Regions from separate parts of the Capsicum annuum genome. Here region 1 is linked to region 2. The links are chromatin contacts, called in public Hi-C maps. All regions are on one chromosome and are shown on one strand. The core of a region is the stretch at or near the end of the contact, and the rest is flanking DNA. Distances in the headings are between cores, read along the strand shown. Region 1 holds the start of LOC107867034 (APO protein 4, mitochondrial). Region 2 overlaps LOC107867032 (probable protein phosphatase 2C 55).

The links. A called contact is a pair of places that touch in the nucleus more often than the background predicts.
Region 1: a contact with region 2 is called in a Hi-C map of leaf, with 2.3 times the contacts expected there. The contact joins the promoter of LOC107867034 here to the enhancer-like site in region 2. A contact is called at or near these places in 3 of 5 Hi-C or Micro-C datasets (bud, leaf and placenta).

The regions. Positions count from the first base shown.
Region 1 is chr4:225,761,534-225,768,936 of UCD10Xv1.1, reverse strand. It overlaps LOC107867034 (APO protein 4, mitochondrial), which reads left to right and starts at 5,561. Exons shown (of 2, transcript XM_016713123.2): 1 at 5,561-5,957. The coding sequence starts at 5,707. LOC107867036 (SPX and EXS domain-containing protein 1) reads right to left here and starts at 4,473. Exons shown (of 15, transcript XM_016713128.2): 1 at 4,265-4,473; 2 at 2,068-2,210; 3 at 176-316; 4 at 1-77. The coding sequence starts at 236.
Region 2 is chr4:225,680,539-225,688,031 of UCD10Xv1.1, reverse strand. It overlaps LOC107867032 (probable protein phosphatase 2C 55), which reads right to left. Exons shown (of 6, transcript XM_016713118.2): 3 at 6,388-6,712; 4 at 5,833-5,982; 5 at 4,578-4,868; 6 at 3,638-4,022. The coding sequence ends at 3,996. Among protein-coding and RNA genes, the nearest start is that of LOC107867032, 7.7 kb to the right of the region's middle. Within about 2 kb of position 3,526, at least 2 of the 5 cell types and tissues checked have an H3K27ac peak or open chromatin away from gene starts, as enhancers often do. A contact at or near this core is called in leaf, where this site is marked.

The DNA of each region.
Region 1 (7,403 bases), core at 4,312-6,811, 79 kb before region 2:
GGTCACACCCTTCATTTCATTGGCATCTATGCTATGCAGAAGGGCTTCTTCAGAACTCCCTCCAAGCTCAAGAGTACCTAGCAGCTTACGACTATTAGCAGTCTATTTGACATAACCAGTGAACAAAACAGAGAGCAAGCATCAGCAAGCACATCAAAGGGACAACTTTTCTTACCAAGATCAGAAACAACCGCTCGACTTCCAGACTTCCGCAGATGTGGACTGTTGGCAGGCATCCACAAGACTCCCAAGAACAGATGGATGGAAGCAGACAAAGTAAGCACGATAATTTAAGCAACTAGGATCACCTTGCAACCTGCAATGACAATAAACATAGCACGGTAAGCACGAAATTAAATGGAAGATGCATAAAGCCAACCAGAAAATAAAATTCAAAAAAGGAAGGGGTGAAAGAGGCCCCAGGATCAAAACATAAAACTCATCAATTTGTGAAGAAAATTCACCAGATCATATGGAACAGACTTGAAACCCCCCCCCCCCCCCCCCCCCCCCCCCCCCAAAAAAATAAAAAAATAAAAGACGTCTGAAAGTCAATGTCCATTAAGTACTTCTCCAAGGAGAGTAGAAGCACAAATCCCAAGAAGTGAAAGCAAATGCATGAAAAGAGAATTTTTTGTATAAATGATGCTTATCCCATTCCCAGTTTAGTAGGTTACATCTCTCCTGATGTTCAAATTGTGCCAGTACTTTGTAGTTTGTGCGAAGATTAGCTGAGTATAGTCCCTTTTCATCAAAGGACCATCTCAATGGGCTATTTGCTTCCAACTGTGATGCTCTCTTACCCAAAATACCCATCAAATGCAGCGAACTGTCTATATCCCAATCCTTGACATTTCACCCGAGTTTAGTGCTCCAACTATTATCAGCCCTCATCAAGCAATTGAGGTTTTTGGATTTAAAGATAACATGAAGATATTGGTAACTCTCTTTTTGGGGTCTACTTACAAGCCAGTAGTCCTTCCATGATCTTATAGTGACTGTCTCCTAGTTATAAATAGGAGTTGGATCGGGATTCTGATACAGACTTATTTTACCATAGACCATAGAGTTTAGAGATTGAGCCTCTCCTGGAACATCTAGAGTTCATTCTTTTAGCAAGTTGAAAACCACTCCAAAGTATACCTTCTTCTTGACTACATAGCCAAAGTAAAAGTCATTTAAATAGAAAACTCTTATTGTACAATCTGAATATCTATTTATATTTAATTTGTTTAGTAGCTGTACTAAGAGAATTGAAGCAAGGAACCCAAATTCAGAAGTAGGAGAAGAGGACTCACATTCTATATGAAAAGAGTTATTTCCTTCAGAAAAAAAGGAAATAAAAGGAAGAAATAAATGGCTTTTAAAACAAAAAAGAAAGAAAGAAAGTGTACAAACAGAGAGAGGCAAAGAAGAAGTGTCACAAACTCAAGAAGAGGAAAATTACGACATTGACAATAAAGATAATGTTGAGCCACATGTGCATATCTCCTACTCTCAAATAACAAAAGCTCCTCATTTGTGCCCCCTTATCACTTTTTTCGTCTATTGAAGTTAGATTCAAAGAATGGACAGCTTCTTGCTTGGATGATGGATCACTTTGTGGCTCACTATCTAAAGCACACATTTTTTAAGCAAATTTTAACCAATGAAGCAATAAATCCTCACATTGCACCGAAGCAACGAAAACAAGAATTTTTATTTTAAAAAAAAAAAATAGTTCCTGTTGAATGGACATAAAAATTTCAAGTTTATAGTTGGAACATTATGAATGAGGATGAAGGCCTAGTTCCTCATCTCAAAGAGATTCAGTGGATCTTGCTGCAAATGAAAGAAAAGGCCTAGGGAAAATAGTTGATGAAGTTTCTTCTATCTGGTGTACTTCATCAAAAGGTTTCTTCTATCTTGTGTACAATATTTGGCAAGAAATAGTATTCCAAACACACTTTAAGGCTAGTTCATGAAATTACTGTTGTGATTAACTTGGAGATTTAAGCTGAAACCACACTTTATTTTAAACGGGGGCTTAGTTTGAGGCTTGTTTTGCCTCAAACTATTTTTTCTTACAATTGCAGTGACAGTTCAGGCCAGCTTGTACACCTCGCTAATTCATCAAATACATGTTACCTCCCACCAACGCAGGTATTAGCTAATTTTGCCCCAAGGCTTAGGTAACACGAAGAAATCTTTGTGGAATGTAAGTGCAGGACCTGAAACAAACCACTAACCACTGTAAATGTTGCATTACTCTATAAAAGAGTATGTATTTATCAAAAACTAAATAAATAGAGCTCCATCGGCAGATCTAGACACATACTTATCCTCAATGTACAAGATAGATACCAAATGGATATACTAACAAATACATACATATACGTATGCACACATATACATGCTGCCCAGATAACAAAGCTGACCAATTTTTCATGAAAACTACGCTTAAACCAAAATTGGAAGAAAGAGAATGGAAGGATAGAGTTTTTAACTATCAAAAAATCATCTAAAACAAACTTTCTCTTCCTTTTTCTTTCTGGTCCTAGAGAAATCTCTTCATGTCAAATCCAAGAGACCTACAATAGAAGTTCATCTTGTTATCACGTTATCTCTTTTTTTATTTTTATTTTTTTGTAATCTAATGAAACAGGGAATCGACTCATTCACTTTAAACTCACAACTGGTTCATGTTATCCTGTCTAATGCTCAGCCAGAAACACTCAGAAGTGGATAAGAAAGTTAGCTGAGATGAAAACCACTCACACGTTCATTCAAACTAAACAACTTTCCCTTCAACCTACATATGCATGCAAACCAACCAGAGTTGTACCCAAGTATTTGTTGGAACAAGCAAAATTCCTATTTTTTACTATAAATTGAAATGATAACAAATTTCTCACTCGTACACATCTAGCCATCCCTAGTCCTAGTGTATAGTAACATATATTGCAAAATTAAGATTGACTACCCTCAAATACTGAAATACTCAAAACACAGATAAGATTTAAGAAAAAACAACAAGATATCAATTAATCAATTAACTATGTCTCTACTCTCTAGTTGAAACTAACAATACGAATCCTCTATAGTCTGCGCCTTCCTTATTACTTCCATTATATATCTCAAGTCCCAACAGACACAAAACACTAGGCGATTTATTTCCATCTATCCTAACCTTTGTGTACAGAGTTACCTTGTACGTGTTGATGGTGTGAGGTGGCAGGTATCCTATGGGATTAGTCGAAGGTGCACGAAAGCTACCTCGGATCAAAACACACCCTATGTCTCAAATCTCCAGTTGGAATCAACAATACGAATCCTCTACAGTATGTGCCTTCCATATTACTTCCATTATATAGCTCAAGTCCCAACAAATATAAAAACTTTTAACCTTTGTGTATAGAGTTACCTAATACGTGTTGTTGGTGTGAGGTGGCAGGTATTCTATGGAATTAGTCGAAGGTGCACGAGAGCTGCCCTGGATCGAACACACGTTATGTCTCTACTCTCTAGTTGGAATCAACAATACGAATCCTCTATACTCTGCGGCTTCCTTATTACTTCCATTATATAGCTCAAGTCCCAACAGACACAAAAACACTAGGCAATTTATTTCCATCTATCCTAACCTTTGTGTACAGAGAGTCACCTCGTACATGTTGCTGGTGTGAGGTGGCAGATATCCTATGGAATTAATCGAAGGTGCACGAAAGCTGCCTCGGGTTGCTCAAGTCCCAACAAAGACAAAAACATTAGGTGATTTATTTCCATCTATCCTAACCTTTGTGTATAGAGTTACCTGATACGTGTTGCTAGTGTGAGGTCGTTAAAGGTGCACGAAAGCTGGCCCGGACACCCCCTCTATCCAAAAGACAAAAAGCTATATGGCTTATTATTCTGGCTGGCGTCAACCTACAGCACTCTGATAACAGTTCAATTAATTGCTAGCAACAAGCAATGCTGGAAATTTACATCCCTCTTACGAGCAAGGCAGCACGGTGCACTAAAGCTCCCGCTATGTAGGCCCCACCACAACGATCTATTGTGTGCAGTCTTACCTTACATTTCTGCCCGAGACTATTTAAGCGTGGCAGCAATTTTACCGGTTACTCCAACGCTCTCCTTCCACGTCCCTTCATCGGGGCACAATAAAAACTCTTTAGATCCAAACATCATATTGAATAAACAAAACTACTGAATCAACAAACAATTCAAAAATCTCCGCAAAATGTACAGTAAAAAAACAAACGAGACGCGAAAGTGATCATACCTGATGAAAGAAAGAACAGAAAAAAAATGTAAGGATGGATCTGATGAAGATAAAATGCACATGCAATGTGAATTTTGTTAGTTATACAGATCCGGTTTGTGTTACCAACGCTTCATACAGAAGTAAAGGGGGAATTTGCTTCTAAGTTCGTAGAAAACCCCAAAATATATTATACCAGTATATTATAGTACCAATTTTATAATTGGACCAAAATAAAGCACTTTCGTATACTGAACTGTTTTAGCAAAACAAATGCCATGGTGTACCAGTTTTTTAAAAAAAAAATTTAGAAAAAAAATTGAATGTTGTGGTTTTAAAATAAATAAATATGTGTATAGTGAATTAAAATGTGGTTTGAATTTTGTGATTTAAAATATATTATTTAATATATTGGACTACTATATTTTAATCAATACATATTAATTTTTATATTATTGTTTCATATATTAGATACTAATGTTCATAAGTTGGAGCTACTAGCAGGAGAGTATGGGGTGAGGGTGTCTTTGGTTGTTAATGTAGGGTGTTATCTTGTAAGCGTCTTATTTCTGTTATTTCATGTTTTATTACGGATTTATTTACTATTCTTTGTCTTGAATCGGGGGTCTATCGGAAACAGTCTTTCTATTTCTCTGGAGGTAGTAGTATGGATTGCGTCCTCAAATCCCACTATGAGGAAATACACTGAGTATTTTTTTTTTTTTGTTGTTGTATATACTAGATATCAAGGGGATCGACTAGTATAGATATCAAGGGAATCGTACTCGTATGGAGCTGATTTATATTATTTTTATATCTCAATTTATATGATGTAAAATAAAATTTAGATAATCAATCATATTTTTAATATGTTTTTAAATATTTTAAGCTATTAGCTAAGCTTAGAAGGCACCTTGTCGTCACACAAAACTCTCGTCAAACTCTCCAATCTCTTCAATCATAAATCCAAAATAATACTTCCCCCGTTCTAAATTGAGATGACACATTAATTAAGAAAAATAATTAATAATATATCTAGTTTACTATAATACCTATATTAAATGATGTTTATATTTTAATTTGAAGAAAAAATAATTCATGCAAAGGATAAATATATGGAAAAAAAAATTGTCTCTTAGTAAGGACAAGTAAAATGACAAATCAAATTAGAAAATTTGGGATAGATAATTTAGAACGGAGGGAGTAGTTGACAAAAGTATATATTTCATACATTAATACATAACTACATAAAATAAATTTAATATATTTTAATATACTTTGACACATATATATTGCATACATATATAATTCACTTTTGCTAATACATAATACAATGCTATTGAGATAAATATTTTTTAAATAAGATATATTGAGATAATAAATTAAAATATAGTACTAGTATTTAAATATTTTATAAAAAATTGCTAGCATTAGGTTGTTGTTGTCTTCAATGTTGAGCTGCGATGGCTTTGAGAAATCGCCAGCTATGTGAGCAAACGAGGATAATGATTCACTACTATAGATTTTACAGTTCGAAACCAAAAGTAGATTTGAGGAAGCTAAGGCCAATGATTCTTAAGAGGATTGAGGACAGAGCTAAAGATTATCCAGTTAAATCTATGGTTCCTGTTGCTCAACAAGTATTTAAGGCTCGAACAATTCTTTACCATGGCGTTTCCGCTTTAATGCAACGTTTTCCCACTTGGGCATGCAAGTAATTTCCACCCCCTTTTCCTTCTTTCTTGCTTTCTTTTTCTTTTCTTTTTTTTTTTTGTGAAAAAAAATTGTGCTTATTCTTGATATTGGTGTTAAAGTTGTGATCTTTATTGGATACTATTGGTGAATTTAGATCTACGGTAGTTCTTTTATGTGTTAAGGGGTTGTTTGGTCTGTGGGACAACGTATAATAATCTTGGGATAAAATTTATGTTTGGTGAGAGGTATTAGCTAATCACTGGACTATTTTATTCCACCGTTTACAAAATGGTGGGGTGGGATTACAATTCTATGGTATACTAAACGATCCCTTATCGTGCAAGCTACTTTTCTTTAACAAAAAAAACAAACAAAACGAATTAAGGTTATTTTTGATGTGTATACAAGTTTTGGAAAGAGATTGGTGTTAAAGTTATTAGCTTTATTTGATTCTATTGGTGATTTTCGATTTAGGTTAGTTCTATTATGTGTTAAGGGGTCGATTTGGTACGTGGGATAACGAATAATAATCTTGGGATAAAATTTATGTTTGGTGAGGTATTAGCATATCACTGGACTATTTTATTCCATCATTTGTACTAAAATGGTGGGATTACTATCCTATATAGGAGGTGGGATAAGATAGTCCTATGGGATATTTCTACTTATCCCACCCCGTATACTAAACGATCCCTTATTGTGCAAGCTAAGGTTATTCTTGATGTGGATACAAATTTTGGAAAGAGATTGATGGTAAAGTTGTTAGATTTATTTGATTCTATTGGTGATTTTAGATTTAGGGTAGTTCTTTTATGCCTTATTGTGCAAACTTAGAGGGCTTTTAATGGGTTTTGGGGATTCCAATAATTTGGTATAGCTGATTATGTTTGAGTTGCATTTAAGGTTATGTAAATTCTTGAGTGTTTAGACTGGAAACGACACGACACACTTTCACCTTATCGAGTAGATGACCTTAAGTAGCTTTTCGAGTGTTTAGTCAGCACATGACATAGTTTCAGCTTATGGAGGACATGACCTTAGGTAGCTTTATGAGTGTTTAGATAGGACGCGAAGCAGGTTCATCTTATTGAGGACATCGAGGTTTAGATAGGACGCGAAGCAGGTACATGACCTTAGGTAGCTTTTCGAGGTTGTGGACGACACGGGTTAGGTAAGATTTTAGTAGGTAGTAGCGTGTTGACTTGCTAACCGCCCATACTAGTAGTCCTAGTATTGCTTCTGTAGTTTCTTGTCCTTCAATTTCTGTTACTATATGATGTATGTTGTACTTTGATTTTCGCATCATTTGACGGTAGTTACTGTTCAGTATGCTTTGAGATGCTTTCACTTCTGTTCATTCTCTTTCTGGACCTCTTTGGACTGTTTTTCTTGAGCGGATGGTCTATCGAAAACAGCCACCCTACCTCACCTCTAAGGTAGACGTAAGGTTAGCGTACACTCTTAA
Region 2 (7,493 bases), core at 2,277-4,776:
ATATTCTTCTTCTTATTAAATACTAATTACATAAAGTAATACAAGTCAAGTTTAAATTTCCAAAGCATAAATTAATTAAAAATAATTTAGTAAGCATGCATGTGTATTATAACTTAAATGAATCCACTACGTATTGTTCAAACATTATCTACAATTTTGTCTGACGAAAAATTCGCAGCAGCTGTCACATCCCTTTTTGACCAAAAAAAGATATGTATTTTAAGTTCGAAAGGATTTTATTATTAAGGTGATAAAAATGAAAAAAAAAATTGTTTCGAAAAAAAAGGATTATTTACATTATTTTGTCTTATTCAGAGTCGCCACTTGACATAATTCGGTGTGCCAAGTCACCTTTGGAAAATCCTTTTCGAAATGGTTTGACTCTAAAAACTGATCCGCGAACAGAGATTCCGGCTAAGGAATTCTGTTGACCGAGGGGAAGGTGTTAGGCACCCCTCGATCCCGTGGTTCGACCACGGTCGTTTGGTGGAGCGTATCGGCTAATTTGACATTACAAATGTACAAACCACATAAACACACAAAACAAACAAACAAACAAATCACACAAAATTCAAAACAAACCAAAATAATGTAGTCCAAATTATACAATACAAAATAAAAGAGGTGCTGAAATATAAAACATATTCTATTCTAAACTAATCATAAACTAAACTCCACCTGACGTTCCAGGCCTTGATCACGAGCCTCCTTTGCGTACATGCTACTTCGGGGCATTCCCTGGCCAAATGAGTACAATTTAAAATTTTCGTGCAATAAAGTAGAAAGTACCATTCACGCACATATTCAAACACTCCAACAAATCGTTATTCCTAAATTTGCCTACCCGGCCTACGTTTGCCTACCAAGTTCAACGTATCACAATTCTATCATGTTCAACATTATCAATACATCAAAATTAATCAATATTCATTTTCCTCCATTTTTAATCCCCACCCTAATTCATTCTCAACCACGTGATTAACCCATTTCAATACACAATCCACCAATCGAGAATAACGAAAATTCACCAATCATGCTTAGCACATCACACACCCAATGTCACCAACAGTTCACATCAATGAACAAACCACGGTATCGAATCACACGCAATCACAATCACATAAGAATTAAATGAAAGAGAAGAAAGAATTGGACCTTAAATTTGAAGCTTTCAAACTCAATGTTATTCGAATAAAGAGAGTCCGCACCCGGAAACCTCAAGCCGAACCTTAACACCAACTTGACAAATAATGACCCGTTCACCGTCACTTTTTACGCCGTTACTGTTCACCGGTACTGTTCACTGGTACTATTCACCGGTACTGTTCACCGGTTACTGTTCACCAGTTACTGTTCACCGGTACTGTTCACCGATTACTGTTCACCGGCGTTTTTTTTGTTGTCGTTGTCGTTGTTCTTGTGAGGAAGATTATTTCGTGATTGTTGTTATTGTGGAGAAGATGATGATCAAAGAATGAGCCCCTTTTTTTCCCTCTTAGAATTTTCTTTTATAATGGGCATGGATTTGTTATGAGGTGGAAATTTTGGTGGGTCCCCCATATATTCTTTCTTTTAGTTTATTATTGTGAGGATAAAAATGTGAGTGGGTAGGGAGGTGGAAGCTTTTGATTGAGTAGGTTGTTAGGATAAGATAAATTAGTTAGAGATATTATTTTTTATTTATTTTTGTGGGATATAATTACATGGGATTGGACACATGGTAAGGTGAACTAAAAATGAATAAAATTAGACTTCGGAAGGGACCAAATTAGGTATCTACAGTAGCTACTTTTGAATGAGCATAGAATAAACTACGTTTCAGTATAATAATCTGTAAATCAATCCATGCGACAAACTTGATCGGGAAAATATGTAGAGATTTCGAACCTAAGACGCCCGGTTTGGGAGATCCCTTGTTGGTCTTATCTTAACTACAATCTATAGGTAAAGGCAGAGGCGGACCTACATTGAGGCTAGCGGGTGCACGTGCACCCACAATAACAACTGGGTTGACTGGTGAGATTGTTCGGCATGCCACTTGAAAATTGCTCTTAATGTGTGATTGGTCAGGTTCAAGCCCCAGCAACAATGTTTTATTGCTCCTTTTATCATTTTCCAATTTTCTATTGCGTGAAACGTTTCTTTATTGCTCCTTTTTTCATTTTCCAAGTTTCTTTACACTTATTGTGCAAATGTATAAATTTATCTTTTGATTAAAAAAGACTTCCTACTTAGTAGTCATTTATTTCATACTTTTTCTTTTTCCTTTTATGTATTGTGGATATTATTGGGCTGTTTTTTATTTTATTTCAAAATACAAACTTCTCTCCAACTTCAAAAGGTAGATATTCTCCCTAGCTTATACTGTATAATATATTTATTTTTTTCAATCTTTTGATCATTGAGTTATTTTTTATTTAAAAAGTTAGCAATTTAAAGTTTGAGATAGGCTTAAATCAAATGTTACCCGTTGCAACTATCTAGCAAACAAATCTCTCGAATTTCATATTTTTCGAAAACTTTCTATTATTGTTCATGAATAACACACTTTTGTCATATTAAATCTAATTAATGATATTCAATAATATTAAAATTTTGCTTATAAAATATTATAATTAATAAATTTTCAAAGAAATGTATATCGAACTTCGACATTATTAATTATTATATTTAAATATAGAGGTGCACCCGTCAAGCTTAAGTCTTAGGTTCGCCTATGGGTAATGGTCGCTACGAAAGTGGAAGTTGCTGAACAAAACTTGAACATTAAAAATAGACTATCAAACTTAGAAAAAACCTAACCAGTATCAATAAATAGATGACACTTGTTTTTATATACACTTCTATCACTTAATTATGATCTAATTAAAAGATAAATTACATAAATCCACAAGCTACCCACATCCAATTCAATTTCACATTTTAAAAAAAAAAAAATGAATTTCACTTATTTTTTTTTTATTTTTCATATAGATGAGTTACGTTCTTTGTTGAAGTAACTAATTCTCTCTTGGTTTCAAAGCAAATCTCGAGTTCTCTGGTAATGGAGTTGTGACGACAGAAAGACGATGGAGAGTGGAAGGAAAAAATAGATGAAGAAATTGAACCAAAAATGAAAATTGGAATCAATATCAATCGAATGAAAAGTTTTTGATTATTCTTTCTGAAACAAATTCCGCTTGATTCACTCGCTTTAATAAATATAATTCCGTTATTCCTTATTTAACTAACCGACCAGTTTTGAATGTATCACATACCACATGCATCACGAATTAAGTTATATATCACAAAAGACGATTTTCGAAATTTTATATAATTGAGAAAAAGTGGTGGTAAAAAGTGTTAGTGGCTCCTTAACTTGTGAAATTTGTGTGAGTTACCCTTAATTAAAGGGCGCGGCCCAATAGAATTTGTGGCCTAATGAAAAAGCAAGTCATTCACCAAACTCTTTGGGACATGAAGTCGCAAAAACTTTCAAAAGAGAAAGTTGACAACAAAATACCCTATATCCCCCACAAACGGGGTTTGAAAAGGGTAGAGCATACACCTACGTTACCCCTACCTCAGAGAGAGATAGACAGGTTGCTTAGAACCTCAAAAGGTTGATGCAAATTAAAGATCCAACAAAGAATAAAGCTTTATGCCGTAAGCAAGATATGCCTTAATTGCATTTCCAAAATGTAGCAAAACATTACCAGTAAAGTCCAAACTTTTATGAACCATTACAAGAACTCTTCTTTGTACACCTCATTCAACATACATGAACACTCCTATCTTCTCTCCTTAAGAGGGGCAGAGAGGGCTAATAGGGTTTTGTATAGGATGTGGAATGGGGTATGGGGTGACGCTGTAGAAATTGCCGAAAGACAAAATATATACAAGTAGAAGAGCACTTAAATGGCTAGGTCTGAACTCATCCGTCACAGGAAGCATCAAAACTGACCGCCAAGCCAAGCAATTTGCATTTCACAAAGACAAACCTGTCATCGCTTTAACTAAGCTTCAAGCTGTTGGGAGTTTTCCTGCATACACCAGAAAGTAACAGCATCAGGTTCTGCTCTGGTCGATAATTAACAAAAGCTGTACACAGTTAACATACAAAGAAAATAGGCTTCCAACATTATGGAATTCATTTGCATAGCTGTTATAAGAAATAGCTGTTATAAGAACGAAGGAGACAAAGCCCAGGTAAACCGATGATATTCTCCCTCAGGCCTAAGCTTGTGCGAGCGGATTCAGAAGAAAATCTCTAGCAGTATAAGTAGATAGGATTTTGTAACCCATAACCAATGTTATCAATCACAAAGTGAGTTTCTTCTATGCCATCTATTGGTTGACAAAAAACACTACATAAAGAGCCACTTTCATTCTTCTGCACAGATACTATGCACTACCAAACATCCTTTTCTTTTTTAGACTAATGAATTCTTCCAAGGATTGCACTCAGCATTGAGGCTATAGCAACTAGATAAGATAGACAGAGATATTCGTGTATCTGGCAGAAAGAAACAATGCAGGCATATGATGAACTTAAAAGAGAGGACATGTCAGGTGGTCAGGGTATAGTCTCCTCGTACATTTTTCTCACTGGTTATGTAAGACACAACCACAGTTACGTCGTCCAACTTCCCACCATGGTAACGGAAACCAGCTTCTTGGGCTGCAGAAGAGAAAGGGGTTTGCCTGTTTTTATCCTGTGCTCTTCGCCGAGCCAATGCAGCTATCTTCTGAGCTGCAACCTGAGGTGGTAAACCAGCTCTCGCTGCATGCACCACTATTGCACTTATATCATTGTTGTACAAATTGTCAAATAAACCATCAGTTCCAGCAACGATGACATCTCCTGGAGCAACAGGTATTTTAAACACCTGAACCAGAAGCCAACCGTTCATTTTAACAGAGAATTAGACTACAGATCGACTGAATGGGAGAAATAAGAATTAGAGCCACAATCAACATCCCACATTTACAGTTGACACAATATTCAAATTGAGGTATAAACACATAACAGCATTAGGTGAGAGGCCTGCAAAGGGTGTTGGAATGTCATTAGATCTTAAATTATTCAGATCGCAAGAATAATTTCACTCAGATCGTCCAAAACTTAAGTCATCTAAGAGCAGGGAGAGAGAAAGAAGGGTATAACATAAGTTGATTAAAAAGAATGAAAATTTTCCAGAGCATGAAAGCACCTCTCATCAGGGGTCTATCGGAAACAGCCTCTCTACTTCTTTGGAGGTAGCGGTATGGACTGCGTACATTCTACCCTCCCCAGACCCCACTTTGTGGGAATATACTGGGTTTGTTGTTGTTGTTGCTGATGAAAGCACCTCTCATGATTCGGGCTCAATGAAAAAAATGAATAGTTTGTTTTTTGATAAGGTGTAATGACAAAATTGAACAATGAAAAAAAGATTCAGATACAAAATAGTTTTTTCAACAAACTTTTTTTTTTTTTTTTGAGAAAAACTAACAGGCTTCAACAACATTTGATGATCACTATTTATCATAATCTGATCACTATTTATCATAATCCACTCCCCAGTTCACGTTTTTTTCTTTTCTTGTTATAACTGAAAACATTTCTTAATTATATGAATTAGATGCCTCACATTTCTTGAAACCGTAATTTGATTGATGGGATTTGGTAAGAGATCAAAGTTCTATGGCTGACTCAGACCAACAGTTCATAATGGCAAAAACAGCTTAATAAAGACTTCTCAATTAGCATTTCTCCTAGTAGTAACTTGTCTACTCAAGACACTCGAGAAAAACAGAACCTCCATACCAAGTGTTATATAAGGATAGCAAGACCACCATTTATAAACTGACCTCCCCAGAGCTTGGTGAATCACCGGCATTACCACTTTCCAGCTGATATGTAAAATTGAAATCATGCTGCTGCACTGGGGATCTGAAAACAGTAGATCCATCTCGAACCACCATAAATCCGCTATCTCCTATGTTGATGGCATGGAGACCCTGAGAAGAGAGGAAAAATGATAAATTTAACATATATGCAAAGATATAAACTTCTACATAGCTCAACAACTTAATTTCTTTCGCATTTTAATCACAAAACTGCCTGTCCACACCTGATTCTGGTTGTAACAATGGCTAAAAAAGGTCCAAAGGTTTCATCACATGTACATAGCTCAAAAAGTTACGATGAACCCATTATCTTTCCTTAAATTAACTCTCTCTTCCTTTCATTTCAGAAAAGCCAAACATGTTCTCCTAACAAATACTAGATAACTCCACTCCACAACCATTCTCTAACAACAGTGGTGCTGAAGCACAAGCACTAAATATTACAGTGGGAAATCCTTTCTCTCCTAATGCATCCAAGGACAAAAATGGTATATACAGAATTAATTACGTATATACCTCATCGGTAAGGGCAATAATGCAGGCAGTTGAGGACCCTTTGGCTCTTGTGCATGTATAAGCTTTCTCCAGGACCCTGGCTGGATCTACTGAACCTTTTGGTTCCTCACGAATTGCCATTACTGAGTTTGACATCAGTTCTCGAGAGTATTCTCCAGCATCAACACCAACATCAGCCCATCCACCAACACCATCAGCTATGCCAATTGCTTGTTCATCAATGCAAATAAAATGTGCATCCTCACCACCTTTTTCTTCTTTATCAGGGTGAGGCAGGTAACATGATCCTGAATTAAGCTTCAGGCATTTGTCAATATGGATATTCCTGAAATGTGTCAAAAGATAAAATGTGACCGAGAAAAGAAAAAACATTAGGCTTTAACTTAAGAGTAAAGACGACACTAAAACGAGCAGTAGAACATAGTCAATTACATCTACTCTACTATGTAGCGATATGCTCTCATTCAGTGATAGTTCTGTGGAGCTACATATAAATTGGTTCTACACAGAGCAACAAAGGTGGCAAGATGTGCAGGATTTTAGTATATATCCAGTGTCCAATTTTTTTTAAAAAAAATCAATTTGAGAACCTCCAGGATGAAACCTTTAACTCCACCCGAACTCGGCTAATGACTTGCCAATTGAAACAATTTATATGGCATCAAACTATCATATTCACTTATTTTCTTTATAAGGTAAAATAATTTCATTAGTCTTGGGGGAAAACGCCTTCATAGAAGTGGTAGACCAAAAAGAAGAAACCTAGAAAAGATATGATACTTCATTAAAAACACCTGATCTTCTATGAAAATTGGAACTTCTGGGTGCACCAGAAGGAAATTAGATATAAGAAGGTTATTCCTCAAATGTACAAAGTCATTCTCTATTCTGTTGAAAACTCTCTCGTTTCTCTCTTACAAATACCCCACATGAGCGCTATTGGGGCAACCCCTCACTGCGTCTTTTTCTCCATCTTCTAAAAGTCTAGTTGTATAGTTAACAGCGTTTGACATTGTCATTGTGTCCCGAATATTTCAAACTCACGCCACAAATATGCAGGTAGCTGGATACGCAAAAGAAGTATAAAGCACCAATTAGCAGTGCCA